Regions from separate parts of the Danio rerio genome. Here region 1 is linked to region 2. Evidence: chromatin contacts called from public Micro-C data. All regions are on one chromosome and are shown on one strand. The core of a region is the stretch at or near the end of the contact, and the rest is flanking DNA. Distances in the headings are between cores, read along the strand shown. Region 1 holds the start of itpripl2 (ITPRIP like 2). Region 2 has its middle 7.6 kb from the start of si:dkey-66i24.9.

Region 1 (4,055 bases), core at 221-2,720, 140 kb after region 2:
TCATCTAACCGGTCCACAAGGTTGCACTCGTCCCAGGCCTCAGGGGGTGTACTGAGCAGCAGACGAATCCATGCGGTCTTCAGAGCATAAGACGAAAGCACCCTTCCCCATTCTGCTCCAGACTGCTGGTCCAGCACCTCTCCACTGAGGTTACGGATCTCCTTTAGGAGTTGAAGGCACTTCAGATGGCAGGAGTTGGAAGGCAGTCTACCTTTCAGGCATGTCAGCAGTCTCTGCTCCTGTCTAGGAAAATACACAGTCCAAAGGTCCTTTCCTTGCTGAGATGCCACCAAAAATCCTCCATCACTGAGAGGAAATGCTGGGATCAGCCGAATGCCCATAGATATGTGACAGCAGACGTAATCAGAGCGGGGGGTCATACGGAGGAGAACCTGCTGCTCTTCACTGAGAGAGAGACTGAGGGAGCAGCGCTGGTCAAAAGGGTAACGTACGGCAGCAAGGCAGCGCTGAGTGGCTGTGTAAAACCAGCGCTGGACAGAATCTGGACTCATCTTATAGACATTTTGAGAACTGTGCATGAATGTGTCAGTAAAGGCCTTGTGACGGCGTGTCCACTCTGCCTTGCGAGGTGTGTTCAGTGTGCACAGCGGTGGTCCTCTATGTTTGTCAGTGCAAGCGCTTGTCTCCAGTTTCAGCCCACGAGGAGCTCGCAGAGGTACGAGGATGTCAAAGCAATCAGGTGAGCCCACCTTGTGCTCCTCATAGGAGCTGCCAATCTGGATGAAGTCTCCCCTGAAGGCTAGAGAAGACTCTGGTGGGACATCAGTACGGCCCACCCTGACAAGTTCACTGACCAATTTGGCAACATGGGCTTTGCTGTGGCCTAGAACATGTGGAGAGAGGCGCACATGCCTCTCATAGTGATCGTCCAGTAGCTCTCGCTTGGAGACTCCCGACTTTCCATGCACCTCTAGGACTTTGTGGAAACCCCTTCTTACAGAGCCAGGCTGACCTGAGCAGTACCTTATAAAGAAGTAACACAGAATAAATGCCAGAATGTACTTGAAAAGTGTAACAACTCCTGGTCCCTGGTCAGCACAGTCGCTTCCTTGGTCCTCCAATCCTCTAAAGATGTACTGATGCAGTAGCAGCAGAGCAGTGAGGATGCAAGTGACCAAAGGCCAGAAAAACCTGAGGTTGAGGGTGTAAACACTCATCCTCCTCCTGCTCCTTCTCCAGTCCACTTCAGCTCTATAGGAATGGTCGGGGCTAGCCCATGCCGATCCACTCGTCCAGATGCTGAAAATGAGGCCCAGCTGATGTTCTTTCCACCACTTTGAACAAAAGTTGTCGTGTAAGGAAAAGTTCACCCTGTTGGGTTCCTTTACAGATGCGGCATGTGCCGAGGGCAAAAGCAGTCCTCTCATTCAGGATGTTTGAAAATCCCCCCTTTTGTCACTGTGTGCAACAGGAGCGCGGGCTCTCGGTGTGTGAGCTCAGAGGAAATGCCAAACTCTTGAGAGAGGAATTTCTGTTTAAAAAAGGGGCGTTCAAAACCCAGAGCCGGTCCACCCTCCTCCTCCCTCTTCTCTTAAAGAAACAGATCTCAGAAAGGGAAGTGCTTACTGACAAAATGAGCTGCATAAAGATTTACACAACATAACTACTTATACTAACTGCATGAATAACAAAAAGAACACAATATGATGAACATTTTAAATGTTAGTAAATGGTAATAGTAAAAGGTACAACAACTAACCACAGTTCATCAAAAAGTCTACCCTCATGTCAACACAAATTTGTATGATTTCCTTTTTTCCTCTGTAGAACAAAGACGCACATGTTTTGCATTCAAATAATCACAACTGTGTTCAAAAAATGCCAAGAATAATTTATAAAAGATGATGTCATCAGTACAGGGGTGTGGCCACTGTAAGCTACAGAGAAGAGATTGAGAATGTTTAGAGAAACACTGAACACACACACACACACACACACACACACACACGCACACACACACACACACACACACACACACGCTAAATATTTGACACAACCCTCTGTTAAGGGAGCGTCACAGAAAGATCTCTGTATCTTTGTTGATCCGTTACTGACCCCTAACCTCGGTGTGAGCCCTCCCACTGTCACCCACGACCTCGTGACACTGAACAAGAAACCACTGTCATCTCTCATTCAGCCCACAGACTACTGTTTGAACATAGCCTATTAATATTATCTTGCTTCATAAACACAAGGTATTTAAAAGAATTATTCAAAGCTTAGTCAAATAAAATTAATCACTCTATTCATATCCCAATCATATCTATTCAAAACACATGTAGTCCTGTGTAAAGAGTACAGAAAGTCAGTTCTCTCTTCACTTTATTTCAGACAGACCAAACAGAAAGAAACAGTTTTCCTACCCAGCACATGCCTCTGCCACATCCCTTAGATTTTTTTTTTCAAAACAAACGCCATGGCCATGAAGGTAAGGACACCTACGGACCCACAGCAACACCTGGCTAAGTCTCAGAAACCCATATGACCCCTCAGAGGATAAACATAGAGAATGCTCACTAAACATGGCTGACTGAACTGTTTAGATAACAATATAACTGCTCTGTTGGGATGAAGCAGATGTATGAGGAAGGAAGTAAACTTGAAACAGCAACGGACATGAGACAATTACCGCTACATTTCTGTCCAAGTACCTTCTTATCAAACTCTCTGTGCTATTTTGATCGGTGCTGCCCACTCTAAAAATACGAAGCTGTCTGAAGGGTCTCAACCAGTACTAAACAACAGATAAAGCACTAATGATTTCCAGAGAGGAGAGTTAAATGCAGCTTTGCTCCTGCTAAAAGAATGTCTTGTGGTTGGCATATGTCTTAAGGGGAGAAAAAACTAACAATTACATGATTCATAACGTCAAGTCTGAGCAAACACACAACTAAAACTTGTTTGTTGCAAGCTATGAGAATGCTAACAAAGAAAGAGAGAAGCAAATCTATTCTTCAGATCTTTACTGCTGGCGAACATGCACATATTCTGTGTATCTTTTCTCTATTTTAAGTCAATCTAAAAGTAGGTTTAGTTTGGAAAGCAGTTAGGACTGAAAGACATGTGATCTGTTCACAATGAACAACTCATGCAGTGTTTCCAGATGGGTCAGCTTCCTCTCACAAAGACTTATTACCAATGAAAGAATAGTGTGGCAGCTTCTGCATTATATTAAGCAATGCAAACACATGAAATAATAATAATAAAAAACTTTAGATGTAAGAGAGAAAAGGAGTAAATAGAAAACTTCACAAAGTCTGTTAAGGGTTACATGTGGTCGCAGTCTATGGCAGGCTGAAAGCTGAGGAGTATGTGTAGTTACACAGGGATTGCATCAGCCTCCTTCGCTGGATGTGAGTTTACAGTAGCTCTGCCCCCTAACACAACCTGCCAAACTAAACAGGCCTCTCAAGAACTTTTATCCAGTGCAGTCAGCATTAAAGACACTGAAGGCAGAGAAGGGAAAGATGTGGAGTATTATTTAAGCACTTTTAATAGCCTGTTTTCCTCTTAAACTTCAAACTAAATTCCCAAACTGTCGGTCTACTATATATAAAACACACTTAGTGAAATCCAGGCTCTCACAGCCTCTGAGGAGTGTCCAGACTGACTTCATGGCCTCATAGATTAAGTCATGGGAACCAACAGAGAGATGTAGGCAGCTGTTTCCCGCCTCTGCTACACAGATTGTGTTACAGGCTTTCGTAGATGCCCAAGTGATAAACAGCGTTCTTACATCTTTTCCAAATACAAATTAAAGCACTTTTAAAGCACTTTCCAGATGCATGTTCAAACTTTTCCAGCACTTTACAAGTGACAAATGACATATTTGCATACATATACATCACCCTCATATCAGATGCTATTAGTTATAGTTTAGTTACAGTTTAATGGCACTTCTGTCCCAAGCCCAATGTTGAATTCCAGTCATTTACTCTCTTAAATGTATTCACATCCTAAATGTATCATTTTACATTTATATTTTATTTTAATAAGCGGCACAATGGGTAGCGCTGTAGCCTCAAAGCAAAAAG
Region 2 (3,972 bases), core at 1,091-3,590:
TAAAAAATTGTTCACCCCAAAAGAATTGTCATTATCCCTTCAATAAACCACAACACCCTTACCTGACACTGTACATCATACTGACTCTGCTCTGCCTGTTCCTCAATCATCTCTTTCTCCCTTGCCTGTGATTAATATTGTGACATTAGTATTTTCATAAGCACTCATTCTGAAAGCCAAATTGCTTAATATGTGAACTTTTTGTACTTGGCGTTTAGCTGCACTGAAAAATTATCTTATGTCTATTTTTTCTGTCATTTTATCCAATACATGACACTGCCAGGCACGTTTATTTATACTGTAGCACATTTTACACAATGGCAATTCAAGGTGCTTTACATAAAGAATGCAAACCTATCATGAAAATAATCACAACAATAAAAACAAAGAATTAAAAAAGGTTAACATTTTAATTTCAAATTAATTGAGTCACTTAAAACAGAATAGAAACGGATTATACAAAAATACAGTGGGGTTAGTGTGCTCAGTGTAGCACAGTGCTCATTTAGCAAATACACAACTAAATATTCTGCTAATTGTGGTCGTTAATGTTAAGTTAACATTATGCCAAGTCGTCACAAATGAAACAGTGCATGAGTCTGTATTAACTACATCGAGGAGAATCGCTTTATTTAAGGTGAATAAAATCCGCAGCTGCAGCCACACACCTGACATTCAGTGGACCGAACCACTCTGAGGTAGGGGAGGGGGAACTCAATTGTTTCTAAATGCATTTTAAATGATAAATGCGGTTTTCTTTCTACTTAGACAAATATTTTAGCTATATATACACATTTATTTTTCACAATTGAGAGTTTTTATTTTATTATTTTTTTTGGAGGGGGGGGACAACCCTCGGACGGGAGGGGACATGTCCCCCCCCCGGAATGTACGCCCATGGCAGTTAGCAAAATACACCAAAATTAAACGGCTAACTCTCATGAGGCATTACTAATGGTGTAACGGTAATGATGTGAAATATCGTCGTTTCTGCTGATAAGTCAACAGAATTTTAAAATGGATATTTTTCTGTTGTTTTTGTAGAATGCCTCAGAGTATTTGTACTTCTTTATCTCATTAAAGCCATCAACTATGTAGTTTTGTACTTTTATTTTGTCTGATTTTTTATCTGGTTGATTTTCTGTCTGGTTGTATTCTCAGGATTGGTTTATGTAAGGAAAATAGTACTTTTGGGGGTGACCTACAGTAATAGATTTACATAAATTAAAAAGCCTATTGAATATTTACACTAAATGTATAATTTTGGTCACAGTACCTTCTGTGTTAATTCTCCTCCTTCAAGAGTTTTTCTAGAAGAGGACATGATGGTCAAGCACTGATCTTTCCACACCGAAATCCATGTTATCCCTCTCAGCATAATGGAAAGCTGGACCTCAAAAACATCCCTGTGACACAAGGACAGACACACTCCAGAGATGAATATGGCCCAAAGAGATCATACCAGTAAGTGTTTACTCAAAGCACATCTCAAACTAGAACCTACTGAGAGTGTAAATATGCCATGTTTAATATCTAAAAATTTTATTGAAATCCATCATGCAAGTAAAGTTTAATTTCAACGCAAAGGAAACCAATGGAAGTGATAACCATTGTTCAGGCATCTTGGAAAAATTGTTAACGAACCCTAATTTTTAGCTGCTGCTCCCATGATGTAAATAAAATGTTATCACTTCAGTAAAAGTTTTTACATATTACTAAGGACAGAATCTACAGACCTTTTTTGCCATTCCTGCACAGAATTTTGTAACAATCTGCAGAATTATGCAGAATAATTTTAAGAGTGTATGAGCTTAAAACCTAACTCATAAAAAAATAAAAAATAAATAAATAAATAAATATATATATATATATATATATATATATATATATATATATATATATATATATATATATATATATATATATATATATATATATAGGTTTATGATCAAGGAAAGTTTTAGGGCCAAATCCAGTTAGAATGACTTGGTTGGTAAACAAAACTACAATCACTCTTATATAATACATCCACTAAAGACATTTAATAATACTGCAATTAATATAAAACCTACATTTACATTTACACATATAAAAAGTACATAAAGAAAATGAATGTTGATATAAAAAAATGTGGATTTTTCCATGCGCAGTTTCCATGTGGACATAAATTGCCAGCATCTGCATGGTCAGCCTGTACCTTCTTTTAATTTATTTTCTAAAAGGTATTAAACATTGACCCTCATCAAAACATTGATAACAATCAGCTCTAATCTCTTGGTCATTTTTCAATTCAACCAGTTGTGACAGTTTGGGGCGTGGCTAATGTACTGAAGCTGGCTGAGCCAGAAGGGGTTTAGTTGTGAAATACGAGTGATGCAATCAATACGAGTTAAAGCGCAAGCCAAAAAAAATTGAAGGCTTTTCAAAATACAGAGATTGACAACAGAGTAAAGCAAGGATAAACACTCGCGGTGCCATAGTGATGAATTTGATGGTAATGTTTAAATCAAACGCTTCCCGACAGATTTTCCAAATGATGTTATGTTCCATATAAAATAGTAAAATATTGGATGATAGGAATATACTTAAGTCATCTTGAAATCAATATGGACACTTTATTTTTTTTAGCCAACACTGCTACACTTAAAAAGATAATTTACTAAATATAAAAAATCACACACTTTCAATTTGTTTCAAACCTTCCTTCTCTTAAACAAGAAAGATTTTGAGGAAGGCTAAAAACCTGTAACCATTGAATGGGAAAAACAAATAGGATAAACATTAATGCTTACAGGTTTGCAGCATTCTTCAAAATATCTTCTTTCATATTTGAGAAAAGACAGTGTAATAGGTTTGGAAAAAGGAAAAGGATTGAGTAAATTATAATGATTTCAGCAGTTCATGCAAGTTAATTCACTGGTAAAACAAAGAATTGTTGGTCTGCAACTAAAACGAGCCAATTTGCATCTGCTCCTCAATGGAATTATCTGATAATATAGTTTTGGGTGATTTGGTTGCAACTATCAATCCACCAATAGTTTGGTAAAACTGTAAGATGGAGAGGAGGAGCACTGAAATAAAACCCTGTCCCTAATCCAATAATCAGTTTCAGTTAGAAATATGTCACAATACTGCAGTCAAGTCTGTAGCAACTTCTGGTTCAAGTGGAAAAAGTATTCTGTATTTCCTCTAGGTGGCATTAGTAGCACACACTGCACATACTTCACCTTTAAAGCTGCCTTAAAACAAATTGACTGCTTAACAGAATTATTTTTGTGTTGTACACAGCATTACGTCCTACATCAAGCAGGGCTACGGAACAGAAGACAGAACCGCCAGGGCTTTGTGATGAAAGAAGTCACCAACCCCACTGAGCCCACACCATACCAGAGCACATATCACACAGCACACTGCAGCAGATACCAAACAAATGAAGACACCAGTGGACGGCCAGTCTATTGGCACAGCCATAACATTATCACAGGTACTTCAGTTCACTGCAAATGATATGCACACAAAGAGGCTTTCAGCTACTAACACTTCCATAGAAGCAGATGATGTTTGTGTGGTGCAGTATTGCCAGCCACTCTCGTAAGTGTCCATGCAAAGAACCATTTTGCTATTTTGGGCTACAGGACAGGAGGAGGCTGCAGCTGGGCCTGGGAGACCCAGAAGACAGTCTGGCGAGAGTGTTTTGTGGGAAGCTCGACGTTGGGAGACACATCACGACTCGTTACGTTTGTACTAAACTGCTCAACTGCAACATGAGACCAGTAAACAGTTAATAAATGTTCTCTATTATGCTGGTTAGCAGTCAAATATTACGAACAAACCTTCAAAATTAGGTCTCTGTGGAGAAAAAAAAAAAACATTTAAAATAAGCATGAGCAAATAATTGGTTTGTTACATTTCTATAAATTATATAAAAATTAAATTTGGGTTATTTTTATTTATTTTAGTATGATTTATACA

What was found. Hi-C and Micro-C count contacts between places; a contact is called where the count stands out from the background.
Region 1: a Micro-C map of caudal fin shows a contact between it and region 2, with 5 times the contacts expected there. The contact joins the promoter of itpripl2 here to the enhancer-like site in region 2. A contact is called at or near these places in 1 of 18 Hi-C or Micro-C datasets (caudal fin) and 1 of 4 datasets of contacts at active chromatin or transcription factors (caudal fin).

The regions. Positions count from the first base shown.
Region 1 is chr3:30,030,226-30,034,280 of GRCz12tu, forward strand. It overlaps itpripl2 (ITPRIP like 2), which reads right to left and starts at 1,471. Exons shown (of 1, transcript XM_068219060.2): 1 at 1-1,471. The coding sequence starts at 1,388. The region is part of intron 1 of LOC141381219 (a long non-coding RNA gene); the gene reads left to right.
Region 2 is chr3:29,887,356-29,891,327 of GRCz12tu, forward strand. No RefSeq gene overlaps it. Among named protein-coding and RNA genes, the nearest start is that of si:dkey-66i24.9, 7.6 kb to the left of the region's middle. Within about 2 kb of position 2,341, at least 11 of the 62 cell types and tissues checked have an H3K27ac peak or open chromatin away from gene starts, as enhancers often do. A contact at or near this core is called in caudal fin, where this site is marked.